Regions from separate parts of the Ovis aries genome. Here all the other regions are linked to region 1. The links are chromatin contacts, called in public Hi-C maps. All regions are on one chromosome and are shown on one strand. Each heading gives the region's core, a stretch centred on a gene start, on an enhancer-like site or on the middle of the called end of the contact. The rest is flanking DNA. Distances are from core to core; before and after follow the strand shown. Region 1 holds the start of NFAM1 (NFAT activating protein with ITAM motif 1). Region 2 holds the start of SEPTIN3 (septin 3). Region 3 holds the start of NDUFA6 (NADH:ubiquinone oxidoreductase subunit A6).

Region 1 (4,395 bases), core at 1,401-3,900:
CTTTCACGTCACGTCTGCCTGGGGAGGGTGCCCGCCTCCTCCCGCTCCGCCGCGGAGTCCAGTCTGATGCCCAGAGGCACCCACCTCCACAGCCAGCCTTGGAGGGAGGCACTTGGGCTCATTCATCCTTCATTCATGCACCAGGATTTATTGGGCACAGACCAGGTGCCAGCCCTGTGCTAGGCTCAGGGGAGTCAGAGGTGAAAAAAAAAAAAGACAAATGGGAGACCCCCAGGAAGGCAAGAGGCTGCAGGCTAGACTCGGGCCCAGAGGTGGCAAAGTTCCTAGGACCCAGGGGCGTGCAGACCCAGGGCGCAGGCAGCACCATTAGGGGACCGCAGGCTCTGTGTTGGTGGTCGCAGGGGTGAGGGGGGCAGAGCGGCCCCAGAGGGGACAGGCAGGGGTCCCTGCTCCGAGGCAGCCTGGCACTCGGCTGCCTCCAGATGCCAAGTCATAAAGAGACTCCTGGAGGCTCAGACCGATGCCTTTATAACGCTCCCTCCGTGCATGGAGGCATTAACATGACGTCTATCACCATGGCATCGAGGTGCTTAGACAACCTGCTCCCCCCAGGAGCTCGGAGACAGCGTGAAGCCGATTATCTGTGTCTCACCGCGACATCTGTGATCATGTATCACGGTGATGGATCCACAGTCAGTACCACTGGGGTCCTGCCACCCCCCAGCCCGCAGAAGTGTCTGCGGTTCATCTGTCTTCCTCACCTGGCGGGCGGGCCCTACTGCCTGCCGTCCTCCCGGTGCTCCTGGAGTTGGTAGGAAACAGCTTTCTGGTTTTCACTGTTCGTGTGCTCAGTGGCTGAGGGGAAAGCATTTAGACCAAGGGCAGAAGCTGGACCCAGTGTTGCCATCCCTGGAGGCCAGTTAGGGATGGGAAGAGAGGCTCTGGCTTCACCCAGCCGGGCTGCCCCTATCATGGGCATATTGCTTTGCCTCTTGGGGGCAGAGTTCGTCAGATTGGGATAAAAGCCTTGATCTTGAGGGTTGATGGGGTACTAGGGGCTTCCTCGGTGGCCCTAGGAGATCCCTCGGTAAGGAATCCGCCTGTAATGCAGGTGATTTGCAGGAGACTCGAGTTTGATCCCTGGGGCCGGGAAGATCCCCTGGAGTGGGGCATGGCCACTCACCCTGGTATTCTTGCCTGGAGAACCCCACGGATGGAGGAGCCCGGTGGGCTGCAGCCTGTGGGGTTAAGAGTCTGACACAATCAACGACAGAGGACCACCCACAATGATGGGGGAAAAGGGAGCGTGTTCAGCTTGTGCTGGAACTCACCACCTTCAGTGCCCCCCGCCTTCCTCTGCGGGCCGGCTGGCTGCTCACCTCCACCCCAGACCCCTTCCCTCTGCCTCTCTGGACAGGCAGGCATGCAGCTGTCCCCCATGCCATCCGGCTCTGCCTGGTGCGGGGCTCCAGAACGCCAGGCCTGCACCGGCTCCCAGTCTGCTGGGGAGAGGGACCCAAGAGGCAGGTAGTCACTGACCTGTGTTGGGGGCCTTTGGAGGGGAGGACAGGGACTGAGGTTCACTCCTGATGGGGAAGCGATTCCTGGGCCTCCTGGTGGCGGAGGGGCAGCACGAGTTTAGGGGAGCGGCAGCAGGTAAGACATCTGAGGAGGGTCTGAGGGGAGGTATCTGCTGGGCCTCTCAGGGGGACCCCCACGGTGGCTGTTGCTGGGCTAAGGAAAGACAGCAGGCTTTTTGGTCTCTGTGAAAGGCTGGAAACTTGGGGCTCTTGCCCACCCCCACCCCCAAATGCCTGTCCCTCCCTCATCCCCCTAGCCCCTTCCACCCCCACATCCCAAACCATCCTCTTTGAGGAGTACCTTGATCCAAGGGGCTCCTGGGCTATTTCCAAGAGGCAGTTTGTGTGAATGGGGTTGGTCCATTGTGTTTTTAGAGTTTCAGGCCTGAGCAGCTAGACCTGCCCTCCTTTGGGCTAGTTTATCCAGCAGAAAAGGGGCTGAGAAGGGGAGAAGCCACCGCCTCAGGGGTGAGGGTGGGGCGGGAACGGGAGGCCTAGCCCCTCTCTGTTTGGCATGTCCTTGTTGCTGTTGTTCAGTCACTGAGTCGTGCCCAGCTCTTTGCGATCCCATGGACTGAAGCATGCCAGGCTTCCCGTCCTTTGCTGTCTCCCAGAGTCTGCTCAAACCCATGTCCATTGAGTCAGTGATATCATCTGACCATCTCATCCTCTGTCACCCCCTTCTCCTCTTGCCCTCAATGTTTCCCAGCATCAGGGTCTTTTGCAATGCGTTATCTCTTCGCATCAGGTGGAGCTTCAGCATCAGTCCTTCCAATGAATATTCAGGGTTGATTTCCTTAAGGATGGACTGGTTGGATCTCCTTGCATTCCAAAGGAAGGTTAAGAGTCTTCTCCAGCACCACAGTTCAAAAGCATCAGTTCTTGGCGCTCCAAGTCACATCTGCACATCTTGGACGGCTGGGAGCCCCAGATCCTCGCCTGGCGGCGTCCTGGCCTGAAACTGTTCCCACCAGGAAAGTCCGGGGTCATTGAGAGGACAAGGCGGTCAACTGAGACCTGGAGGAAGCAGAAGGCCGGCCGGGGAGGAGCCTGTTAAGGACGCCAAGGGCAACCGTGGCTACCAGCAGGCTGTCCCCGCCCGCGACCTAAAGAGGAAGGAGGCCCCGATGGAGAGCTGGCCTCCTCGGCCTAGGGCCCGGCCGGGCCCCCTCCCGGCCCCCGGGCTGCTGGGCTTGATCCTGCTCCCCTGGACCCTGCCGCTGGCAGGCGCAGGTACGCGGTCCTCCCCTCCTCCCGAGCTCTCTGCCTCGCGCACATCACAGCCGCTTTCATCCGCCGCGCGGCTAATTCCCCGGACCCGTCTCCGGGGATTTGCTGGTTGCGTTTGAACATTGCAGACTTCACAGGGGAAGCCTTCGGGGACCAGGAGATGTTTAGCTAATGCCTTGCCGAGGTGGCTTTTGAAGAGGCGGGGCCGAGGCCCCCTCTCGCTGCTGGAACAGCCTCCCTCTCGGCTCCTCCTGACCCCCTGGCCCCTCAGCGAGGTGGGTGGGCGTTGCTGTGGGCTGGGAAGGGGGGCCATCCGGTGGGGTGTGGGATCTCTGGGGAGGGGCAGCTCACCCCCAAGGTATCTGATTGCGGAACCCACGCCTTGAACCTGCCCATTGGTGTTGCAGTTCCCCGTTGGGAGGGGTGGGGCTGAGGGAGGGAGGCCACCGCTGGTCATAGGGCAAGGAGCCTGGGAAGCTGAGGGGATGGATCCAAGCCTGGCCCTAGGATGGGTGGCCTAGGGGCCAGTTCATCCAGACCAGGGAACTCCCAGGAGTGTCCCCCACCAGGGCTGCCCACCCTGGCTCTGGGGTCTCTGAGGCTGTCTCACCTGGGCAGTGCCCACCCTCCTGTAGCCCCAGCCTCTGCCCATCCCGCTGGGCAGGCTGGGTGCAGGCTGGATGCTTCCCTTTTCATTCACCTTGATTTTTATGAGCCTTCTAGGAGCTGCTCCCACCCTTCTGCTCCATCCTCTCCCTTTCACTCATACCATAAGCAATAACAGCTATATTTGTCCATGTATTTTTTAAAAATGTATTTATTTGGCTGCGCTGGGTGTTAGTTGCGACATGCGAGATCTCTAGTTGCAACATGTGAATTCTTAGTTGTGGCATGTGGGATCTAGTTCCCTGACCAGGGAATTAACGCGGGCCCCCTGCTTTGGGAGAGCAGAGTCTTAGCCACTGAACCACCAGGGAGGCTCGACATCTACTCTTATTATCATAAATTAGCCTCTCTGCGCACATAAGCTGGGCTTTACACTTGTACTCAGGCCCCTTCAAGGTACCCTTGGGGTGCTGTTCCCACTGGCACCATGTAAGCACCGAGAAATTGAGGCCCAGCATAGCTGGCCCACAGCCTGGAGGGTGAGTAGAGGCCAGGTTCAGCTCTGAACTGACCCTTAGAAGTGGGCTCCAGGGATCCTCTTGCCTTTCTTTGTAAAGAACATCCTTCACAAAAAATCTACCCCTTTGGGAAGGCAAGACTCAACTGGGTGTACCCACCCCTACCGCAGGCCTGACAGCCCAGCCCCTGTGAGGTCATCTCCTGTGCACCTCACACCCCCCACCCCATCACCAACCACCACCCCCAATTCAAGGAAGGCTGAGGAAATGCAGCTTCTTGGTGACAACGTGTTGAAACTCATTCGTTTTAATTTTTCCCCCAGTTCCATCATTTCTCTTTGCGTGGTCCCTCTTCCCCAAAAGGGACCCCCGCACACCCCAGTAACTGAGTAGAAGAGACTTTTGGGGGTGCTGCTGTGAAAAGTGCCGTTTGTAACTGTCTTGACCACAAACAAACAACATATTCCCTGCCCCCGCCCCCCAGGATTGCAGGAAACATT
Region 2 (4,395 bases), core at 748-3,247, 470 kb after region 1:
AGCTAGAGACTAAAGCAGGGACCGTCTGCTTCAACAACTATCCCCCAAGCCTGTGCTCGCTCCAGCCAGATCCTGTACTGAGCCCCTGAGCCTGCGAAGATGACCCTCCCCTGGGGTTGAGGAAACCCACAAGGCCTCCCAGCCCGGCGCTGGCATTGTGGGCTGTCCGCAGACCCTGGCCCTTGGGCTGGGCTGGGTGTCCTCTTCTGTCTGTTTCATAGGAATCAGTTCAGTTCAGTTGCTCAGTCACGTCTGATTCTTTGTGACCCCATGGACTGCAGCACGCCAGGCCTCCCTGTCCATCACCAACTCCCAGAGCTTACTCAAACTCCTGTCCATCGAGTCAGTGATGCCATCCAACCATCTCACCCTCTGTCGTCCCCTTCTCCTCCCGCCTTCAGTCTTCCCCAGCATCAGGGCCTTTTCCAATGAGTCATAGGAATAGTCATAATAATTGTGGTGCTAATGATAGCTGCCGTTTACTGAACACTTACTATGGACCAGCACTGCCTCAGGGCTGGGAAGGAGCACGCAGCCTGCTCAGACAGCTGATGTAAACAATCCTTACAGGAACTGTAGCGTGGTGACAGCGGACACTGAGCACTGACCCGAGCCAGGAGCTAGACTCAGCATTCTTCCGGCATCCCCTGCTTTCTCCTGATGAGGACACGGTGGCCCACACCATGCTGTGTGGTCTGGTCCATTTTCCCATGTGTCGCTCTCCTTAGCCAGCGAGCTTCTGGAGCCGCACTGGCCTACAGAACTTTCTGCGATAATGGGAGCGTTCTATATCTGTGCTGTCCAATGTGATGGCCGCTGACCACACGCGGCTCGTGAGCACTTACCATGTGGCTACAGCGAACACGGAACTGAATGTTTATTTCATTTTAATTTATGGTTATCATATTGGACAGCATAGTTCTGAAGGGCCCAGATTTTATTCTTCTCTGAGTCTTCCCCCAGGGCCTGGCAAGGATTAGCCTCTTAAGTTTCTGTAGAATGAATGAATGAAAGACAAAAAATGATTCAGTGAGTGGTGGATACGTGGACCTAGGAACTGTCCCTCTTCTTATCCATTCTCTCCTCCTCCAGCTTTAGGTTTTCAAACTTGGCTGTTCCTGGGTTGCCAGGGCAACCTGCTGGAAGGTTGGGTGGGGGAGGGGATCTGCCTGGAGTTCTCTCCCCTTCTCCCCTGCCTTTGAGGCCTGAGGACCAGCCTGGTTCCTGGAAGAACAGACGAGGCTGGGGGAGGGGCTGGCACAGCTCTTTCTGGATTGTGTTGTGCTGGGGGGGGGAGCTTTTACCGCCCACCCCACTGGATCGCATCATCTCTGAGCTGGAGTCGGGGGTCTTAGCTTCTCTCCTCTCTTCGGCCAGTGACTCAGTGTGTAGCTTCTATCAGATCTCTTGTCCATCTGGGCCTCAAGTTGCCTTTTCAAATAGGGACCAGATGCCTTCATGTGGCCTCTTGAAGGTCTAGAACTCCTCCATCTTGCTCCATGCCAGAATGTTAGGGCCTTGAAAGCAAGGTATGAGTCTTGTTCATCTCGGTATTCCTACTGCCCATCTTCCCCAGCTCTCTCTTCCATTCTGGGGGGCCTAGAGAAAACTGCTACTGCTAAGTCACAACTGCCTGTCCTGTGATTGCAAACTTGTGTTCAGCTGCCCCCTAGTGGCCCAAAGTGGCAATGACCACCCGCCTTGTGTCTGTACCCAGGTTTCTTTACCGCCAAAGGAAAGATTGACAGGTCTGAAAGTGGCCTCAAAGGACAGACCTCCACCCAAGCAAAAAATCCTCGTGGTAGCCTCCCAGACAAGTGACTCGAGCTCTAGAGTCTCCAACCTGGGTGTGTTACAGCTGTGCGATTTTGAACAAGTTGATCTCTGTGAGCTCCTGTTTCTTCATCTGTGAACTGGAAATTGTATCAATCAAGACGGGTTAAATTATGTCGCAGTCACAAACAATTCCAAAATCTCAATGGCTTGTAATATGGAATGCTTGTTTCTGATTCATGCCTCGTGTCCACTGCCGTTTGGCTCTGCTCCATGTCATCTCGGGGACCCAGGCTGATGGAGCAGCCACCTTCTGGAGCTGGGCTAGTCATTGAGGCAGAAGGCAGGAGACACTGGTGAGGCATGCACTAGCTATGAAATGCATTGGCCTGGACTTTTCCGATCACAACTCACTGGCAAGAACTAGTTGAATTGTCCCAGCCATCACAAGGAAGCAAGGAGATTAACCCTACCGTGTGCAAGAACTGAGCAGAACTGGCCCACACGCACGGCTGTGAGGATGCAGTGAGAGGTGCCAACACATTAACCATCATACAATGAATTCAGGCCTCTGCCACTGAAATGACTGTCTTGGGGACTTCCCTGGTGGTCTAGTGGTTAAGACCTCGCCTTCCCGTGCAAGGGGTGTGGGTTTAATGCCCGACTGAGGAGCTAAGATCCCATGTGCCTTGTGGCCAAAAAACCAAAACATAAAACGGAAACAATATTGTAACAAAGTAAAGACTTCACAAAACAGTTTACATCAAAAAAAAAAAAAAACCTCTTTAAAAAAGGAAATGCTGCTGCTGCTGCTAAATCGCTTCAGTTGTGTCCGACTCTGTGTGACCCCATAGATGGCAGCCCATTAGGCTCCCCCGTCCCTGGGATTCTCCAGGCAAGAACACTGGAGTGCGTTGCCATTTCCTTCTCCAATGCATGAAAGTGAAAAGTGAGAATGAAGTCGCTCAGTCGTGTCGGACTCTTAGAGACCCCGTGGACTGCAGCCTACCAGGCTCCTCCATCCATGGGATTTTCCAGACAAGAGTACTGGAGTGGGGTGCCATTGCCTTCTCCGAAAAAAAAAAGAAAAAAAAAGGAAATAATTGCTCGTAATTCTGATTTCTTCTTTTATTTACCCTTGTGTTTTCCAGGGACCTCTGCATCAATTCCAGTTGTTTACAGCTGCAGATACAGAGAGGGTAGTGGACTTGCCAGGCTTTACCCAATGAACGAGTAGCTGGACACCCACATCTCCAGGGCTCCAAACTCTGAGCCCTGCGTCCTTCACTTGATGGGGTGTAGGAGAAGGGGCTTTGTGTTCCCAGGGTTCTTGGTAAGGATGCTGGCTGACCGTGTGATGATCTTTTGTGGGGTGGGGGGTGGGGGTAGTTGCCACCCTCCTCCCAAAGCTGGTCCCTCAAACCTTCCCAAGGCCGGCTCGTTCAGTCCGAGTGGAGAGCGAGGGGGTAGAACAATGAGCAGCCTATGCCTTCCCCCGGGGCCAGAGTCCGAACATTGCAGCCAAGCCTACGCAGGGACCCTGCACATTCCCGCCTCCTGTCCTGGGCCCAGCCCAGTCACACCCACCATTTCCTGACAGCAATCAGATGGTGGGAAAGGAGAGCTCCCAGGGCTCTTCAAAACCTCCCTTACTTTTAAAACCTGCATAACAACCTGACCTCCAAGAAGCCTCCAAGCCTCTCTAAAATCTTTGTCTCTCAGCAGCTGGGCTGTCTCTGGCAAGACAGAGAGACAGGTGCCATTCATCCAACAAGCATGATGCCTCATGCCAGCTCTCCACAGACATGTGCCCAAAATCACAGCACAAGACTGGGGCCAAAACAGGGAAAGCTGCTGGTGGGGTCAGGGAAGGCTTCCTGGAGGAGGTGGCAACTAGAGAGTGATCAGGTTCTCCCCCTGGACCTAAGCCTTACTTGAAACACAACTTTTGGCTTGTTCAGGCTCCTCTCCCACCACTTAAGGCACTGGTATTCTGTGCTGGGACCACGTGACACCCCTCACAATCCTCAAAAAGGACTGGGTCCTCCCTAACCTCCACGGCTTTGCGCTTGCCAGCTCCTCTTCTCTTTACAGGGAAAACTCTTATTCAGCCTTCAAAACCCACATCAGCAGTCATATCCTCCTTGATAAACCCCTTCCTGGGATTCAGTTCTCTTTTCAGTTTCTTACACATCCTTCTCTTGCTACAGTTACAGTTGTTCTCTGATCACATATCCATCTGGCCCTCCAGTCTGGGAGTTCCTTTGATTGGGAGATTATCTCTTCTTTGTCTTTGAATTCTTGGTGCCAGGAGCAGGTGTGTGACACGCCTCTGCGGGGTTCAGGAGAAGAGCTGTATTCTGCATACCATTCATACACTGCTTTCTTGCCAACTGTCTCCTTTGACATTTGCCACAACCCAGTGAGGCAGGCAGGGCAGGAGCGGTATACAAACAGCCAGGGCGCGACAAGAACCTGACGTGAGCTGAGCACAATGCCAGGCGCTGGCAGGGGGCATTCCTCTGAGCTTTAATCATCTATGAAATCTCTGTGCCTGGTACACGGAAATGCTTGGTGAATTCAGTCGTGTGTCTGAGAACAGGAAACTTGCCCCCCAGAATG
Region 3 (4,395 bases), core at 898-3,397, 360 kb after region 1:
CTTGCAGCAGAGCGCAGGCTCCAGCTGTGCAGGCTTCAGTAGTTGTGGCTCCCGGGTGCTAGGGCCCGGCAGCTTAGACGCCTAGAAAGAAAAGTGAAAGTCGCTCAGTCGTGTCCGACTCTTTGCGACCTCATGGACTATACAGTCCATGGAATTCTTCAGGCCAGAATACTAGAGTGGTAGCTGTTTCCTTCTCCAGGGCATCTTCCCAACCCAGGGATCGAACCCAGGTCTCCCGCATTGCAGGTGGATTTTTTACCAGCTGAGCCACAAGGGAAGCCCCAGATACCTGGAGGCATGTGGAATCTTCCTGGACCAGGGATCAAATCCATTTGGCAAGCAGATTCTTAACCACTGGGCCACCACGGAAGTCCAGACCTTACTTTCTTTCAATGGATAAGAATATTAAACACTAAATTCATGATAGCGGTTACTCCTAGAGGAGGCAGGAGCTCGAACCAGGTCAGCTACCTGGGTCTCAGTCCAATATTGTCAAGTAACTTGGCCACTGTGTTTCAATTTTCTAATCTGTAAAATGGTATAACAGCATTTATCTCACAGGTGTGTCGGGAAGCTTCAACTAGTTAATGTGCCTGAAGAATGTAAAACAGTGGTTAACAGGAGCACCGCACACTTTAAATGCAAGCTCTGGGAGTTGGTGATGGACAGGGAGGCCTGGGGTCACGAAGAGTTGGACATGACTGAGCAACTGAACTGAACACTTTACATAAATCTTAACTGTACTACAACTTCTTGAGGCGGGTATTGAAGTTCAAAAGTTCCCATTCTGTTATCCCTTATAACTTACACGTTACATGCTTTCTTTAAACACACGACTCACTTCAATGTACACTAAAAAAATAGCACAAGGGGAGAAATCCAGTTTTTTATCCTTTACAATGGGAAAGACTAGGCTAGATGCAGGTCCATCCCCTATGGTGGCTGAGGTCTCAAAGCCAAGTTCAGCCCTGACTTCTCCTTCCCTAACACTCATAAGGTGTTTGTCAAATGCATTTCCAGAAGAGATAGACAGACTCCAGACGAGATAGATAAGACTCCAGACAGCAGTCAGTCTGGTGCAGAACCTAAAATGGCAAGTAACCTAGCCTGCACCATTTCAGCTTCCTCACCTGTAACATGGGGGTGCTAACAGGACCTACCTGGCCTAGGAGATGAAGGAAGACTAACAATATCTACCCACCGCCTGATATGTTGTTAGCTGTTATTTTTCCTTTTACTCTTCTAGGCTCTCCCCCTGACGTTCAGAGATAGCCTCAGTAGACAAATGTCAGGAAAGGGGCTTCCCCAGCAGTCCAGTGGTTAAGACTTTAAGCTTCCACTATAGGGGCCATTGGTCGGGGAACTGAGACCCCACTGCCACGCAGGCGTGGCTGAAAACTAAATAAATAAATAATAGAAAAATACCAGGAAAAAGAGAGGTACCCAGAATGGACGACCCAAGGTTCCTTCCAGCTCCAAAATTCTGGGCTGTTTTCACAGAATTTCATCCAGAGTTTGGGATGAAAACGTCCCCATCTAAAATGGGAACAGATGATATAAGCTACCTCCCTGGGCTGGGGAGAAGCACAAAGAAGCTCAAGGCCAGGAGAGCGCGTGCACTTCTATACTGAGCTTCGAAAGAGTTGGCTTAAAGGTGGGGAAAAACAGCTGCAGAAAATCTGCAGAGGGGCCAGGCCGACGACACAGCAGCCCAGGCGCCATTATCTACCTCAGGAGGGCCCGTGACCCGAGCGTGGCGAGCTGATATAGAAGCTCCACGAAGCGCGCGCCGATGTACGTTACCACAGCAGCGCCCGGAGCGGCTCGCGGGCGTGATGCAGTGGACGCCGGTCAGCAGGCTCGGGCACTGCCGCCAGTCTGGGCCTGAGCGCCCCCTGTCAGCGCGGTCGGGCAACAGTTAGGACGCCCAACGGCAGGCCGTACGATTCCGCAGGTGAGCATGCGCAGCCTACACCTGCCTGTCTCCACCCAGAGAGAGGGGTTTCCCCGCCAATCAGAGAGCTCTGTATCCGTTTACCCGCCCACCAGTGGCATTTAGGGGCGGGACTTTAAGTTCTAGCCAATGAGAAAAAAGATTCGTACCTCGGCTGCACTTACAGGTTGAAACGGGGTGGAGCTGGGAAGTGATTTTCTCAGCAAGATGGCGGCGAGTGGACTCCGGCAGGCTGCTGTTGCAGCCAGCACCTCGGTGAAGCCTATTTTCAGTCGGGACATGAACGAGGCCAAGCGGAGGGTGCGCGAGCTCTACCGCGCCTGGTATCGGGAGGTGCCGAACACTGGTGAGAGGCAGCGGCTCACGCGGGGCCCGGGAGGCAGCCGCCCAAGGTCGCAGCCGTCCCGGCCTCCCATTTCTGCCGGGCCGAGCTGAGGTCACCAACTTGAGCAGAGGTGATTCCGAGCGCTTCAGGCGAGTAGGGTCACACGAGCCTTGGTGGACCTGACCTGGCGGCTGCGCGGGGGCCATACCAGCCGTGCTGTGGGTCGGAACCGCGTTTCTAGGAGCCCTCGCTGTTTGGCCCCCTAATTCTTCCTGAACCCTTGGGAGGGAGAGCAGGGACTGTCAGTGACACACTTCGTTTTGTAGATGAAGCAGTCGAGGCACTTAGAGTCGAAGTGATCTGTGCACGGCCGAGGGCCCGCCCCTGGTGGATCTGGAGCCCTACTCGAGTTCCTGAATGTATTTACAGATTCCCATTAGGTTATATAAACAGAAGGGTTGTGGGGTTTCAGCGACCACCTGGTTCCCACATCGACCGCAAAGAAACAGTACCAGAGAAGGGAAGTGAGTTTCCCAAGGTCATCCAGAAAGATGGTGGTGCCTTTTCCAGTCCCTCCGGTTTAGGTGGCCTCCTTCTGCAGTCTCCCAGGTCTTTTTACCCAGCTCCACAGGCCCCTAATATTCCTTAGGAACTCCTTTCCCTGCTTGCACCAGAACTCCTGTCTTCACTTAGAGAACCAGTCTGTCCTCCTGAAGGACTTAGACATAAGTTCCCTGGGTTCAGAGAGATTTTGTCTTGGCATCTCCATCAGTGCTGCTGCCCAGTGTCCCTGACCAAAGAAAAGTTGGGCAAAGTGTCAAGGGCAGTACAAATGTCAGGCACTGTCCATATTTTGTAATTGTCTAATCTGACTTACGGTGTTTTAGGGCTTCCCTGCTAGCTCTGTCGATAAAGAATCTGCCTACAATGCTGGAGACCAGGGTTCGATCCCTGGGTTGGAAAGATCCGCTGGAGAAGTGTGTTTTAATGGAGGCCGCCACTGGTGGTTTGAGAGGAGACGTGTTTTTAAATGACCTGAGCACCAGAGCTCTCAGGGTTGCCGCTTCCTTGCCTGTGTGTGAGAAGCAGGAGAATGTAGTTATCTGGACTTGCCTCCAAACCCTGGCCCTTACTAGCTGTGTTACCATGAGCAAGCTATTTCATCTCACTATGCCTCAGTTTCCTCATGTGTAGAATGATAATAGTACCTTCTTCAGACAGTTGCTCTATTAAATAAGTTTATGCATCTAAAGTACTTGGCATAGGGTCTGACATTTAGACACTCCTTAAATGCTGGCAGCTCCTCTTGTCTTGTTATTGTTACTGTTACTGATAGGGCTTACTTTCCATGCAGAACCCAGCTCTTTACTGTATGAGAGCTGTGTCTGCTCCACAGTGTCACTGCCCTCAGGCTGACTTTTTAAGAGGTTTTCAAGGATCAGAATTTAAACTTGAAACCCATAGGATACAAGGAAGGGAGAAACTTGAGTGGTCCGCGGGCTCAGGGACTACAAATTCACAGACCTCCAGGGAACAGATGGATAAGTATAGGGCAGTGACTGTCGCTAGTGTGTGAGGTGGTGTGTGTATTCAAATGCAGATGTTTAGAAAATAGGTTTGCCTGGCAGAACACTTCGTGGGTACCCAAGAATGTTTTCTTGTTGCAGGGAGGACAGGAGGTGGGGAACAAGACCCAGATGACAGGAAGAATACTTTGCAAAGGGTAAAACATCAATGGCTGAACTGAGGCTAGAACCCAGGTATTCAGTTAATTCAGAACCAACACCCTTCAAGACTGTCCCTCAAATACTGTTTGAGAAGATAAGCCCAGAGTCAGGAGGGTCCTGAGAAGAGGAGGAGAAACCAGGGGATTATAGGAGCCTGTAGAGCAGGGGAGATTCCATGTAGTGGGGCCAAGGGGGTGCAGCATCTTTGTGCGGAGGATCAGTAATCTGCAGCTTGTTTGCTCAGGCCTGTGTACGCTGGTGTCATGATATCCACCACAAGATTTCACCTGAGGATCCAAACTAAAGATGGGGAATAAGTAAAAGTATTCATAATAACTAACATTCATTCATATCTAACATTCATCATTGTAATTATTATGTTCAGTTCA

The links. A called contact is a pair of places that touch in the nucleus more often than the background predicts.
Region 2: a contact with region 1 is called in a Hi-C map of muscle, with 5 times the contacts expected there. The contact joins the promoter of SEPTIN3 here to the promoter of NFAM1 in region 1. A contact is called at or near these places in 4 of 16 Hi-C or Micro-C datasets (hypothalamus, liver, muscle and 1 more).
Region 3: a contact with region 1 is called in a Hi-C map of hypothalamus, with 2.6 times the contacts expected there. The contact joins the promoter of NDUFA6 here to the promoter of NFAM1 in region 1. A contact is called at or near these places in 2 of 16 Hi-C or Micro-C datasets (hypothalamus and tail adipose tissue).

The regions. Positions count from the first base shown.
Region 1 is chr3:219,271,195-219,275,589 of ARS-UI_Ramb_v3.0, reverse strand. NFAM1 (NFAT activating protein with ITAM motif 1) reads left to right here and starts at 2,650. Exons shown (of 6, transcript XM_027966003.3): 1 at 2,650-2,774. The coding sequence starts at 2,669.
Region 2 is chr3:218,802,948-218,807,342 of ARS-UI_Ramb_v3.0, reverse strand. It overlaps SEPTIN3 (septin 3), which reads right to left and starts at 1,997. Exons shown (of 11, transcript XM_042247815.2): 1 at 1-1,997. It overlaps LOC132659642 (a long non-coding RNA gene), which reads left to right. Exons shown (of 2, transcript XR_009600303.1): 2 at 1,718-2,876.
Region 3 is chr3:218,910,461-218,914,855 of ARS-UI_Ramb_v3.0, reverse strand. It overlaps NDUFA6 (NADH:ubiquinone oxidoreductase subunit A6), which reads left to right and starts at 2,147. Exons shown (of 3, transcript XM_027968166.2): 1 at 2,147-2,300. The coding sequence starts at 2,162. LOC132659504 (a long non-coding RNA gene) reads right to left here and starts at 1,956. Exons shown (of 2, transcript XR_009600042.1): 1 at 1,730-1,956; 2 at 1-81.